Linked DNA regions of Triticum aestivum: region 1 is linked to region 2. A link is a contact called in public Hi-C data. All regions are on one chromosome and are shown on one strand. Each heading gives the region's core, a stretch centred on a gene start, on an enhancer-like site or on the middle of the called end of the contact. The rest is flanking DNA. Distances are from core to core; before and after follow the strand shown.

Region 1 (5,848 bases), core at 3,266-5,765, 150 kb before region 2:
AGAGGGCATCACAATCCTATACTTCTCCTATTCCTTTGATTTGGAAATCCTGTAACCGAATGAGCCCTAAAGGGTGGAGCTTAATCCTTATCTCCAGTCTAGCCCTGGTGTGTGATGGTACGAGCGAGAGTCGGTGGTAGGCTCAGTAAAGTGGGGGTTGCAATATATAACAATATGTCCATGGTTGTTATCTCATGCCCATGGGTGATAGGAGTAGGCAGCAGGCTCGGTAAATGTTCATATCCTAGTTAGGCCATGGCAATATGTAAGAGGATAGCCTCGATTGTTACCTCATGCCCATCTTGCAGACTGTTCATGAGCTTGTATTTATTTATTTTTCGAGCACACATAAAAATGTGTGAATTTTGTGTATTAGTGAACCCGCAAGTACAAAACCAAGACCAAGCAGGCTACAAAAAGGCCTACAGGCCTAACTAACAACAGAACCCCCTCCCCCCTCCCACCCAAGTTTTTTTTTCACTTCAATGAATTCCCCTGCTTTCTGTGACAAAGATCATCCACAACAATACTCGTCTGAAAGGGTTGCCATATTGATTGGTTTTGTGAAAAGATAGTGTGCACAATTTCGAAGGCCTAGGAAGTGGTCTCAGATGACATATGGTGCTCTATCTCAGTTATGAGTTATCAGTTGTCGAAATGCAAAATCAGACTTCACCTGAAAAAACTTCTTTCCTTGGTAATCCTCTGTAAGACAAAGCCTCCAACTACATCCATCCGAATCGTGTCACCAGCTTCAGGGATTCCATCTATAGTAAATCCATGTGTCTGCATACTGAAATTATCCAAATTGGATATCTGCAAAACAAGTCAATAAGCAGTAAATAAACAAACTAGGACACAGACTATCAAGGCTGTAGGAAGAGGTTCACAAAAATAAAAATCAACCTACGCACAGTTTTCATGATCACAATGACAAGGTCTTCTTTAAGATACTCAAACTGAAAGTAGTGTAGAAGAGCTTCTCTCTCTGAAACTGGCCAGGGGACCTTCACCCTTTCTTCCAAATAGTGAATAAAAAAATTAGCTACAACAGCTATAAAAGGGAGGTCAAATGAAAATGTAAGAAAGGACTCTTTAGATAAATTTAGTCTTCAACCAACCTGATTAAAGAAATTTCTTCGCCAATCCGAATCTTCTTCAAGCAGCCTGACTGAGCAATTTTAAATGTTGGCAGATTGTACTGCGGAAACCTAGAGAAAAACAATCTCATAAGTTCATGAGGGAATTCATTTGACTAAGTTGTTGTTTTCTTTGGCCGAGGTTGACTTCAATGTTCAAGTACACCACGGGCAACATGTTTACTTTGTGAAACATGGAGCATCACGTATGAATCAACACTCTTTAAAAACTTTATCTGTACGTAGTGGGCTAATCCAATATTTATTCTCTTGAAAATGGTGTAATCCAATCATTATATACTGGGTGAAAAACAATTTTATGATGTCTTGTCAAATCACTGCATGGTGTTTAGATGCACCTGTACAGCATTAGTAAAGTGGGTATTTGCAAGATATGTGGCTACTGGAAGTAAAACCGGCACGGGTGGCAGACTTGTGAATTAGGCACCAAATGTGACTGGAGGAATCAAGGAGCAGGATTCTAATACGTAGCATAAATAGTTTGCCTACAATGAAGAGCGCGCAGAAGTAGTTAAGAAGCTGAGTTAAGAACCCATGAAATGGCAATCTATTTGTTCAATACTATAAAGAATTTTAGTGGTACACAAGTCAAACAAAAATTTGAGAACATCATGTGTAGTTCCCAAGAATGCGAAGCTAAATGTAAAGATAGACAATTATTATCTTCAATAAAGAAAGCAATGTACTGATCTCATTTTTCTACAAAACAATTACACTCACCATTTTCTGTATAGACCTGATTCCCATGACACACATGTACCTATGAATAAAAACAGCGAGCTTAAGTGGCTATCTGAAGTTATTGTGATTTACTCATTAATGTGGGGTTATAGTTCCTTACAAACATCGATAGGACCATCAGCAAAGCCTTCAGCAAGAAGAGTATGAAATGGGGTCCCATCTGGACCTTCGCGGTACATGACCCGTAATTGGTCTGTATCCTGCTTCACCTACAAAATAGAATAACCGATCATTCAAGCAATTCATAGAACTTGCACGGAGACCAAAGAAAACAATTAACCACTCTCTAAACGAGGGAATAAGATAAAAGAACAGCCAACTTTGGAGCACAATACTAAACTACAAACAAAGGTAAAACATTTCACTCTTGGTGGTATGTATTTTGACAAGGGTGCTGCTTATCCCTGAAAGCATCATTCTGCTCCCAAGCTTAAATGCTCCTTCTACGAATAGCATAACTCCAGAAAATAGCAAAAATATATTTTTTGTAAATCTGATTTTTATTTTAAAATAAACAAATGTTGCTTACTTCTCTCCGTACATGTAAACTTCCGTGGTGAAATAACATTCGTCGAGGTCTGGGCAAAAAAAAATCTGTGTTCCAAAATGTTTTCACAAATAGTCTTTTTGTAGCATCAATTTTTTTTCCAGGGCATTACAAATGTTTTTTCTTCACGAAACATTGCACACAGGTGAAAGATGCATCAATGTTTGCCATAAAAAATTTCATAACTTTTTAGATTTCATTGCTATTTTTTCTTAATTTAATATTCATCCAGCTGGGAACCAAAACTCCATGTCCGCTTATCCCTCTCCTTTTTGGTAGCCTAGAATAAGCGTTCCTGTTTTGTTTTTCTTTTGTTTTTGTTTCTGTTTTTCTGTTTTGGGTTTTGGTTGTCACCACCCTTGTATCTTGGGCCTTGTGGCATTCTTCATGTTCACAAAAAAAGGGTAAACTATTGCACTCTTGAAATATAGAATAAGAAAGAAATCAATGAACTGATTACGCTATGATGCAAAACAATAAAACATAAATTTATTATTGCACATTCTAATCACATAATGTTCACAATATTTTTGTACAAGCATATTAACTTTAGTTAATTTGTATACCTTCCACTCCTTCTGTTGCGGCCCACGAATATCTGAAGGCCGTTCATTTCCTGAAGTGTCTAGCATTTCAAGAAAATTCGAGACTTCTTTGGCTCGTGCTTCAGCAATCAAATCGATGTTGCCTAAAGAAGGCATAACCCAAAATGAAAACACACACACATGTAGGCTGGTATAGAAATGAATCTACAATGAGAAGCAAATTCGGATGGGAAGATACAAATCACAAAGCAGTTTAATTCAGTAATACAAAAATAAGAGGTGCCGATTTTACTACCTCCGTCCTAATTTATTAGCCCCCTTTGTATTTAGAGTCATATTGTGACCACGATTTTAACTAATAAAATATAAGTTATACACAGCAAAAAATAATATCGTCGGCAACTATGTTCAAATACAATCCAACGATATAATTTTTTACGACGGGCATTAACATTTTGTTAGTTAAATATATGGTGAAACTTTGAAAAAAACTACCAAGGGGCTAATAAACCATGATAGAGATAGTACTATTGAAATCTTGCATTTAATCCTTAAATTTAACCAGCAATTTAATTACACATATGGCACATTAATGTTACCCGGGAATATTTAGCAATGGAAAAACTCACACGTTTCTAATGGCATAATAGGAGGTAGAGAGAAAAGTAATTACAGTTATGACTATTAGTGGTGGGGTACAAATGAACTAGCTAACCAAAGATGGACCAGAGAAAAAAGTAATCAGACCCAAACCTTGGTCAGAGCCGGGCAGAGACGACTCCAAAATCTGCTTCTTGACCAGAGATATCAAAGAGCCCTCGTCGGCGAGATCAGAGCACGCCAGCGTCTTGTCCAGACGGTCGCGCAGCTCCAGGATTCCCTTCCTCGTCTCCATGGGCACCTACCTGGACCGACAACACAACGAAGATGAGAGCTTTGACAACCAAAATCGCAAAAATCCTCCAAAACCAAACCGATCAAACGAATATAGAATCCGCACGGCACGAGCCCAAGATCCCCACAGAAAGAAAGGAAGGGCCTAAAGGCGTCAAGTAAGAAAGGAAAGAATCGTCAAAGGCGTGCGCTCCTGAGGTGGAAAGAAAGCGAAGGCCACTCAAACGGAAAAATTAAGGAGCTCGGCTCCTGAAATTTGCCCCATGGAGCGCCAGCAAGTAAAACGGGATATCCAATCCAATCCAGGCAAGAAGCAGTGTTCCAGATGCAGAACAGAGCAGCCCGTGAGTGGGAACAGAGGAGATGCCAGATGGATTGGATCGAAATTAGGAAACCATATGAGCCTTGCTGGACGGACGCTTACCGTGTGCGGAGATCGGTCCCCGGGACGGAGAGCCGGACCTCGAGCTGGTGGTGATCGACGAGGGAGAGGGGCGGAAGGGAGGGAGACGGAGAAGGCAAGAGGAGCAGGGAAGCTCGGCCTCGATCGGCTTATAGTTGTTGTTGACTCTCGTCGGTGCTCGTGCGGCCCACCCAGCCGACCGAGGAGTTATGAGGGGTTCTTTTCCCTCTTCTGCCCACAAGGGACAGATTTCTGTGCGCTGTATTTCAAGAGTTTCAATCAAGAATTAAGAAGTTCTCAGCCTGAAGTTTAGAAAATTCCTATTTCAGAATTGGTGCAAGACAATCTGTGAATACATAAGATAGATCAAGAATGAAGAGTGACTTAACCAGCAATTGACAGTTTTCTCTTAACATGGAATACTTTTACTGATAAAAAAAAGGGGTTGGGTATTAATTGATAGTTCAAAAAAAGATAGTTGGATTTGCCCCTTTCAGGCTTTCTATAATGATGATGATATACTCCACTATATTAGGACAATGCTCGTGCATTGCAATGTGATATAAATAGCCAATAGTATGTTTTATGTAAATAAATATTTGTAGAACCCTGTCCGTGATTTATCTTATAGTTTAATCAGAAGTTTGGTAAGTACATTAAGATAAAATTGGTTCAAAAGGTAAGTAAATTAAGGTGATTGATTAACATACAAAGAAAGTATGGACAAAGGCTGTGGTGGGACAAAAAAACTGGTTGGATGAAATAAATCGATGGAGGGACGTGGTAGGAGGTGGAGAACCGGTTGACGAGGAACTACTAGTTTTTAAGTATATAAAAAGTAGAGATAGATATAAATATAAAATTAGAAATAGATACAAGTATAGATATAGAGATAGATGTGCTGGTCGAAGGAGAAGCTAGCACCAACTTTAATATTAGTGGATAGGAGTGAGGCTCGAACTGGGAGGTAATTGCACAAACCACTAATTATTGATGTTGATTTTGCACAAAACATCTACTTTATGGGTTTGTTGCACAGAACATCACGTATTGGTGTAATTCGTTGCAGCTAGGTCTATTCCAACATTCACGTACATTGTTTGATTTTCAACGGATGGGCCTGTTTATAAGTGCACATGCGGCAAAAAAACCAACCACAATAGCCAACCAACCAAAACGATCATTGCTCAAACCACTTTGGTCCAACTGAGATTAAAGTTTCCCACATTTAGTAACATAAGTAGATATCATATTAAATACTATACTACTTTGTGTCATGCATGACAATAAATATGATTATTTATGATATTACTTTATGATACTATACACTATGGAGGTAGTATCATATACTAGTATCATACATATGATACTAGTATATGATACTCCCCACTATGAGCAGCCTAAGAAAAAGAAGAAGCTGTAGTTAGTGCTCCCATTTCATTCATATTCATAGTGAATATGCGGAGTATATTTTTTGATTTATTTCCTGTCCCATTCTGGTCCACACCGTACACTTATTGCCTCTGCCGCTCAAACACCATTACACCAACTACTAGTA
Region 2 (6,145 bases), core at 2,750-5,249:
CAGGAGTGGGGTTTGCAGCCCCACTTGTGTTATCACCTGTGCACAATAGCCAACCATGTTAGACATGTGAGCATTCGAGGGACGCTACGTAGTACAGGAGTAAAATGAAAAACATGTGTGTCGAATTACCATTTGTTGATATGTTTTGTTACATAAAGGGGTAGGGTCAACAGACCCTAGCAAAGAAGATGATGGTGGTTCATTGACATTAACACCCCGAGCTGCTGCAGCTTTCTTTTGATGTCGGGATGCGCCAGCTTTCTTCTCATCTGACATTCGGGCATGTTTGTTAGGTCTTTAAATGGGAACGTTCCTCCATCGTTAAAAGCCTGTTATTTTGCTTGCTGTGGTATATGCAAGGTAGATAGTCCAACACACACTAATAACATGATAGCATGGATTAGCTCAATATAGAGGATAGGAAAATAAATACAGCACAAGTGTCAATATGAAATTAGAGATAAACAAATACCTTTATGTTTGGAAATTCTGTTGTGTGAATATCAGCGCTATTTTGAAGAGTCCCTCTAGCAGCTGGCAGCTTTATCAATGTTCAACTGTAAGTAACACAATGAACTTCCTGGAACAGGCGTGTTAACAATGATAGTATGGCTGACTTACTCTAAAGTTAAGGAGCTGAAGGCTAGGTTTATTTGTTCTCAAATCAACCATGTTTTGAGGGTAAGTATCTCTCATATTTTCATCACTTTCTTTTCTTGTCCAAGTTTACCATGCATCTGCCAGCTTTAGGTTCTGATGTATGAATGCTTGGCAGCACGTTACATTTTTTTCCCTGATAAAGGCACCACCATATTACATACTTTTAATGTTGGTACAGATGCCTACAGTGTTCCGTAACAACTGTTTTATTCAATGGCATGAGAAGCAGCACAGCAAAGACGCTTGTTTAGGCATACTTGTACTGTTTGCATAAAAGCCTAGAGTTTATCGTAACAAATATTTTTTTTTCAATGGCATGAGAAGCAGCACACCAAGACCCTTGGTTGTGCAATTCGCCATTAATCTCTTTCTTGTCTCAAGTTAATGCCAGTTGCTACTTCTACTTCACATATTATTTTTTGATGGCGCAGAGCTAGTTTGAGTGACCTAGCAGCGCTAACGATGGAGCACTTCCATATTAGGATTCGAAGTATGGATGGCTATTCTTGATATGTTTGTTTCTGTCTGTCACTATGGTGCACTACTTGTCGTTTGCTGACATTCAGAAATGTTGATTTATCTTTATAGGCATCGATCTGTAGGCCTCAAGCAGAAACTGAAAGCAGAATCAAGGTGGGGCGCTGAGTGTGAAGGCGTGAGGAGCTCGATATGGATGTTTTTTTTTTCCTTTGGAGCTTTTTGTTTAGATGGATTGGGTGGGTAAGTTGGGTTGTGCAGGATTTGAATCGTGTAAATAGATGGGCAGATCTCAGATGACTTTGTTTCCAGTCCAATTGAAGCGGGAATTCCAGCTCATCGGATCAGCTGCTGTTACTCTGCACAAGTTGTTCTAGTGAAGTAATTGTAATAATACAGGCCCTACATCATAGAGTACGTGTGTAAGTTGCTGAAATTATCGAATTTGGTATTGATGAACGCCTTCCTGTAGTTGGAGCAGTAGGAAAAATCCACAAGTTCGAATAAGAGAGGTGGTGTTCTGGAAAAAAGAACTGAGTATGCAAATTGGGAGTCAGATGAGAAATGAAAGTCAAGAGTGTTTGGACGTATGGTGTGCTTTTCAGTTTTTGAATTTTCCAGGTAGCTGGTATGCGTTTTGAGTCAATTTTGGGATTGTGTATTTTCCGAACTCATTGTATGTACTCCACAACCGAGGAACCGAGTATCCATTGTAGGTTCTACTTACTTTTCATTGGCTTCGGAATAATAGAGTAATTCGGAATAGCAGCCAAAATCTTGGGAAAATCTAAGTTAATATCCATTGTCAACATTGACTGAAGACGAGGAACTGGTAGCTGGTATTTTTAGTCTTATTCGGTCTGACAAGCAACCGAGGAACTGAAGACGAGGTTCCCCACACATGTTGAGGGATGCAGGCCAGGCATAACAAATGTGCCAACATAATTAGCTAAGATGATTTTTTTTTAAAACAGTTACAAGTGTGAAGCAGATATTTGGACTCCTTTGTTGGAGAATTCAACTTTTTTGGAGCAGATATTTCTAATATATATATGACGAACTTAAATTAGCAGAGCAAAGAGGACCATCTTCACAGTTTGCAAGAAATCTGTAGAGAAGTAGAGGCACAACTAATAAATATACAAAGGAGCCTGATGACTCAAGTCAAGTGCATATAGATAGAGACAAGCTTAAATAGTATACACAGAGTCTTGGTGCAGGCAGGCCCAGGCCGGGATTAATATTTTGCTCACTACATACAAAATGTGTAATTAGCTGCTAAAACTAAGATAAATATTTTAAAACAAGTTAGATTTGTGACAGCAAACAAACGGTACCAGGCAGGGGGAAATTTACATTACAACCAAAATCAAATCGCATTCGCATTCACACAAGTGCTGCTGTCCAAGAAACTAGCCAACACACACATAGCACTCGTCCAGATATTGTTTGCTCCCATGCTACTCCCTCATCTACCTCCGGGAGTAGTTACTTAGCATGAACATTGTTCATTTGCTCTAGTCTAGAGGATACACTGGATCTCATCCCTGGTAAACTTGTAGAGCTTGGACTTGTGCTTGACCATGACGAGTTTGGATGGCTCCCCTTGGCGCACCACCTCCAAGCCAGAGATGACACCCATCCCCTTGCGGTCATCATCGCCGTGGCAGAATTCAAAGATTTTGGCGACGCAGAACCTGCCGCCGCCCAGGTACACCATGCTGCAGTCCATCATCTCCCAGTCGTCCGGCAGGCTAAGGTGGTCTCCCCAGCTGTAGGCCAGCCGCGGAGCCTCGGCCTCGGGGCATAGGCCGCCGCAGAGGGGGTAGAGGTCCATGGCGCAAAGGTCGTAGGGCCAGGCGCGGGCGATGCCAAACCAGAGGTTGTCGAGCTCAGCAACACGGTGGGCACGGCCTGCGAACGGCAGCCTCCAGCCTCCAGCCTCGAACCAGGTGTTGGTGAAGGTGTGGAAGCAGTGGGTGCCGTCGGCGGAGGAGACGACGAGGATGGGGTCGCCGCCGCCGTCCTTGTCGACGAGCGCGTGGCAGCCGTTGGCGGAGGCGGGCGGAGGCGGGAGGCGGTGCCACCGCCAGCCTTTCCTGCCGTTGGAGGGGTCGCTGTACATGAGGGCCTCGAAGCTGTAGTAGTCGTAGCGCCGAGGGCACCTGGGCATGACGTACAGGACGTCGGCCCGCCGCGGGTCCAGAGGCTCCCTGTCGAGGATGGAGAAGGAGATGGGGTTGGGCCCCTTGGGACCCCTGAGGGAGGGCAGCGGATGGAGGAGGCCGGCGTCGGCGTCGGCGTCGGCGTCGTATAGGACGGTGCGGCCCTGGGCGTCGACGCAGAGGATCTTGCGCTCGTAGAAAGGGAGGAAATCCAGCCTCTCCACCAGAACCGCCGAGCGTACGAGGCTCAGGCTGGGCGCGGCGGGCATCCTGGAGATGGTCTCCATCTCCCCCGTCCCCGTGCTGGATGCTTCCCGCGCCTCCTTGGTTGATGGGAAGAAGAGCTGCTCCTCGGGCTTGATGCGGCTCACCGAATAGTGGCTGCTGCCCATGCCGTACCTCCGCATCACCACGTTCACCAACTGCCGTGCCTTCATCTTCTTCTCCGGCTCCGGCTCCGCCTCCGGATCCGGACCAACTAGACAAAAAGGACGCAAAATCAATCTACAAACAACAAATCCATCAATCTGCAAGAATCGACCGGGAAAGATTAAGCAATACCTGCAACGGGACTCGACGAATCGAAGCAGGCGCGGCGGCGGCGGCGGCGGCGGCGAGATTGGGGGATGGAACGAGGAAAGCCACGCCTTTCTTCTCGTCTGTAACTCTGTATATGGATGATGATAATTAACCATGGGCCGACTGGGCCATATTACCAAGCATCAGCCCACGCAAAGCCTTGTCTTCCCTGGTCCCTGGACGGACTCCCTCTTTTGGGTTTCTTTTGCGAAACAAGTATACAAATCACCCCAAAATCCAATCCAATCTTTCTTTGGCAACTCAAAATCGGGACAAATCACACCCTCAAATTACTAAAACCGGGCAGTGGTTTCAATCAAATCTTGAGCGGTTTTTGTCTCGGCGGCGGCGTTTACGGCGTTTACGGCGGCGGCGTGACGAGGCTGGGCCCGATGGTGGTGGCGGTGCAGGACGAGGACTGCTTCCGGTGGCAGAACGACCCGGCGGTGCTCTGCTACGGCTGCGAGTCGTGCAGGGCCGGCGTGATGGAGCAGCTGCGCTGCCAGTGGCACAACGTCACCATCGTCAACGTCGTGCTGCTGCTGCTCATCGCCGTCTGCTCCTGCGGCTGCTGCGCCTTCCGCAACGCCGTCTGCTCCTACGTGCGCCAGCCAGAGGCCCGCGCCGATGATGGGGATGGAGGCGAGGTGGGGATTTTCTCCGCGTGAGAGACAAAGGGGAATAGAGGACAGAGGAGAAGCAAGGGGGCAACTGGCTAATGGGCCCCATTCAAAGTTTTTTTCCTTGTTAGCATCTAATCGGCATCAGGGGAGACAAAAACAGCTCAAGATTTGATTGAAACCACTGCCCGGTTTTAGTAATTTGAGGGTGTGATTTGTCCCGGTTTTGAGTTCAAGGGGGTATGTATCCCAAATAGGGCTGGAAAAAAAGCTCGAAGCTCGCGAGCTAAACAAGTAGCTCGTGACTCGGCTCGAATCGATTCGAACTCGAAGAATAACAAGTCGAGCCGAGCTTTAGTTTAAGATCGTTTACAAACCAAGTTAAACAAGCCAATCTCACGAGTACTCGTGTAACTCGTTAGACTTGATACAATAGATCAGCCAATCCCAATACAAAGAAAGATCGGCCACTAAACAACCTAGGTCCCAAGCGCACAACCCAAGGTCTACCCGTTGAAGGCCTAGCCTCCTAAAAGACTCATGCGTTACAAGGAAATTACAATTGTTTAGTGATATATATGTTTAATATATACATAATCATTTTTATTATATTTGAGGGCTTTATGTTTATATATTTAACGAGCTTAACAAGCTAAACGAGCCAGCTCGCGAGTTATACGAGTCGAGCCAATCTTGGGTTTGAGCTCGTTATAGTAACGAGTCGAGTCGAGCTAGCTCGTTAACGAAACGAGCTCTAGCGAGTTGAGCCGAGCTGGCTCGACTCGGCTCGAATTCCAGCCCTAATCCCAAAGATTGGATTTTGGGGTGATTTGTATACTTCTTTCTTCTTTTGCGAGTAGTGTATATAGGAGGAGTGCATGGGAGTGCAGCGGTTTATGGTGCCATTCTTCTAGAAATTTTACACCACTCTAGTTTATCTATTACGCCATCCGTCTCAAAATACACAATAAATGTCTTAATTTTAATCCAACTTTGAGACCGATGTAGTACTTGTTCTTTTAGTTATGCGTATGGAATCTCGAATATTGAGGCTCACAATTTAGCGAAACATGCTCTTACACTAGGAACCGGCCGTCATGTATGGATGCGCCATCCTGGTGATCTTACGTTCGTCCCTATAAACATTATCAGAATTTAATAAAGAGTTTCACGAGATTGCATCAAAAAAAGCTTACATGTTTTAAACCCATTCAGTCAGTTAGTCTGAACAACAGGGAAAAAATTGTTTAGTCAGATGTGCACCCCTACACTACTAGGAAAATGGCTAGCAGTAGCGTGGGGTAAATGGCTAGCAGTAGCACGGGAACCAGCTGAACCGTTGCAAAAGTTTGTCATTTCGAAGCACCTCGTGATGATCAGGTATGATAGACTCTTCGTTCACATACAACGGATGTAATCATGTTTTACACATGCGTAATAGTTGGGTTAAACTTGACGAGCCTAGAATATACAGACATGGCCTCAGAATACGGAGGACCGAAAGGTCGAACATGAGTCATATAGTAGATATGATCAATATGGAGATGTTCACCATTGATGACCACCCCATCTGAAATGGTGATCGGATATGGGTTAGTTGATTTGGATCATGTAACACTTACACAACTTAAGGGATGTTGATTT

What was found. Hi-C and Micro-C count contacts between places; a contact is called where the count stands out from the background.
Region 1: a Hi-C map of leaf shows a contact between it and region 2, with 2.6 times the contacts expected there. The contact joins the promoter of LOC123090776 here to the promoter of LOC123090774 in region 2. A contact is called at or near these places in 2 of 5 Hi-C or Micro-C datasets (both in leaf).

Annotation. Positions count from the first base shown.
Region 1 is chr4B:29,257,783-29,263,630 of IWGSC CS RefSeq v2.1, reverse strand. LOC123090776 reads right to left here and starts at 4,515. Exons shown (of 11, transcript XM_044512115.1): 1 at 4,312-4,515; 2 at 3,747-3,898; 3 at 3,015-3,136; 4 at 2,002-2,110; 5 at 1,881-1,920; 6 at 1,122-1,211; 7 at 915-1,014; 8 at 677-816. The coding sequence starts at 3,888.
Region 2 is chr4B:29,102,589-29,108,733 of IWGSC CS RefSeq v2.1, reverse strand. It overlaps LOC123090774, which reads right to left and starts at 3,999. Exons shown (of 2, transcript XM_044512112.1): 1 at 3,864-3,999; 2 at 2,477-3,780. The coding sequence starts at 3,739. The coding sequence ends at 2,660.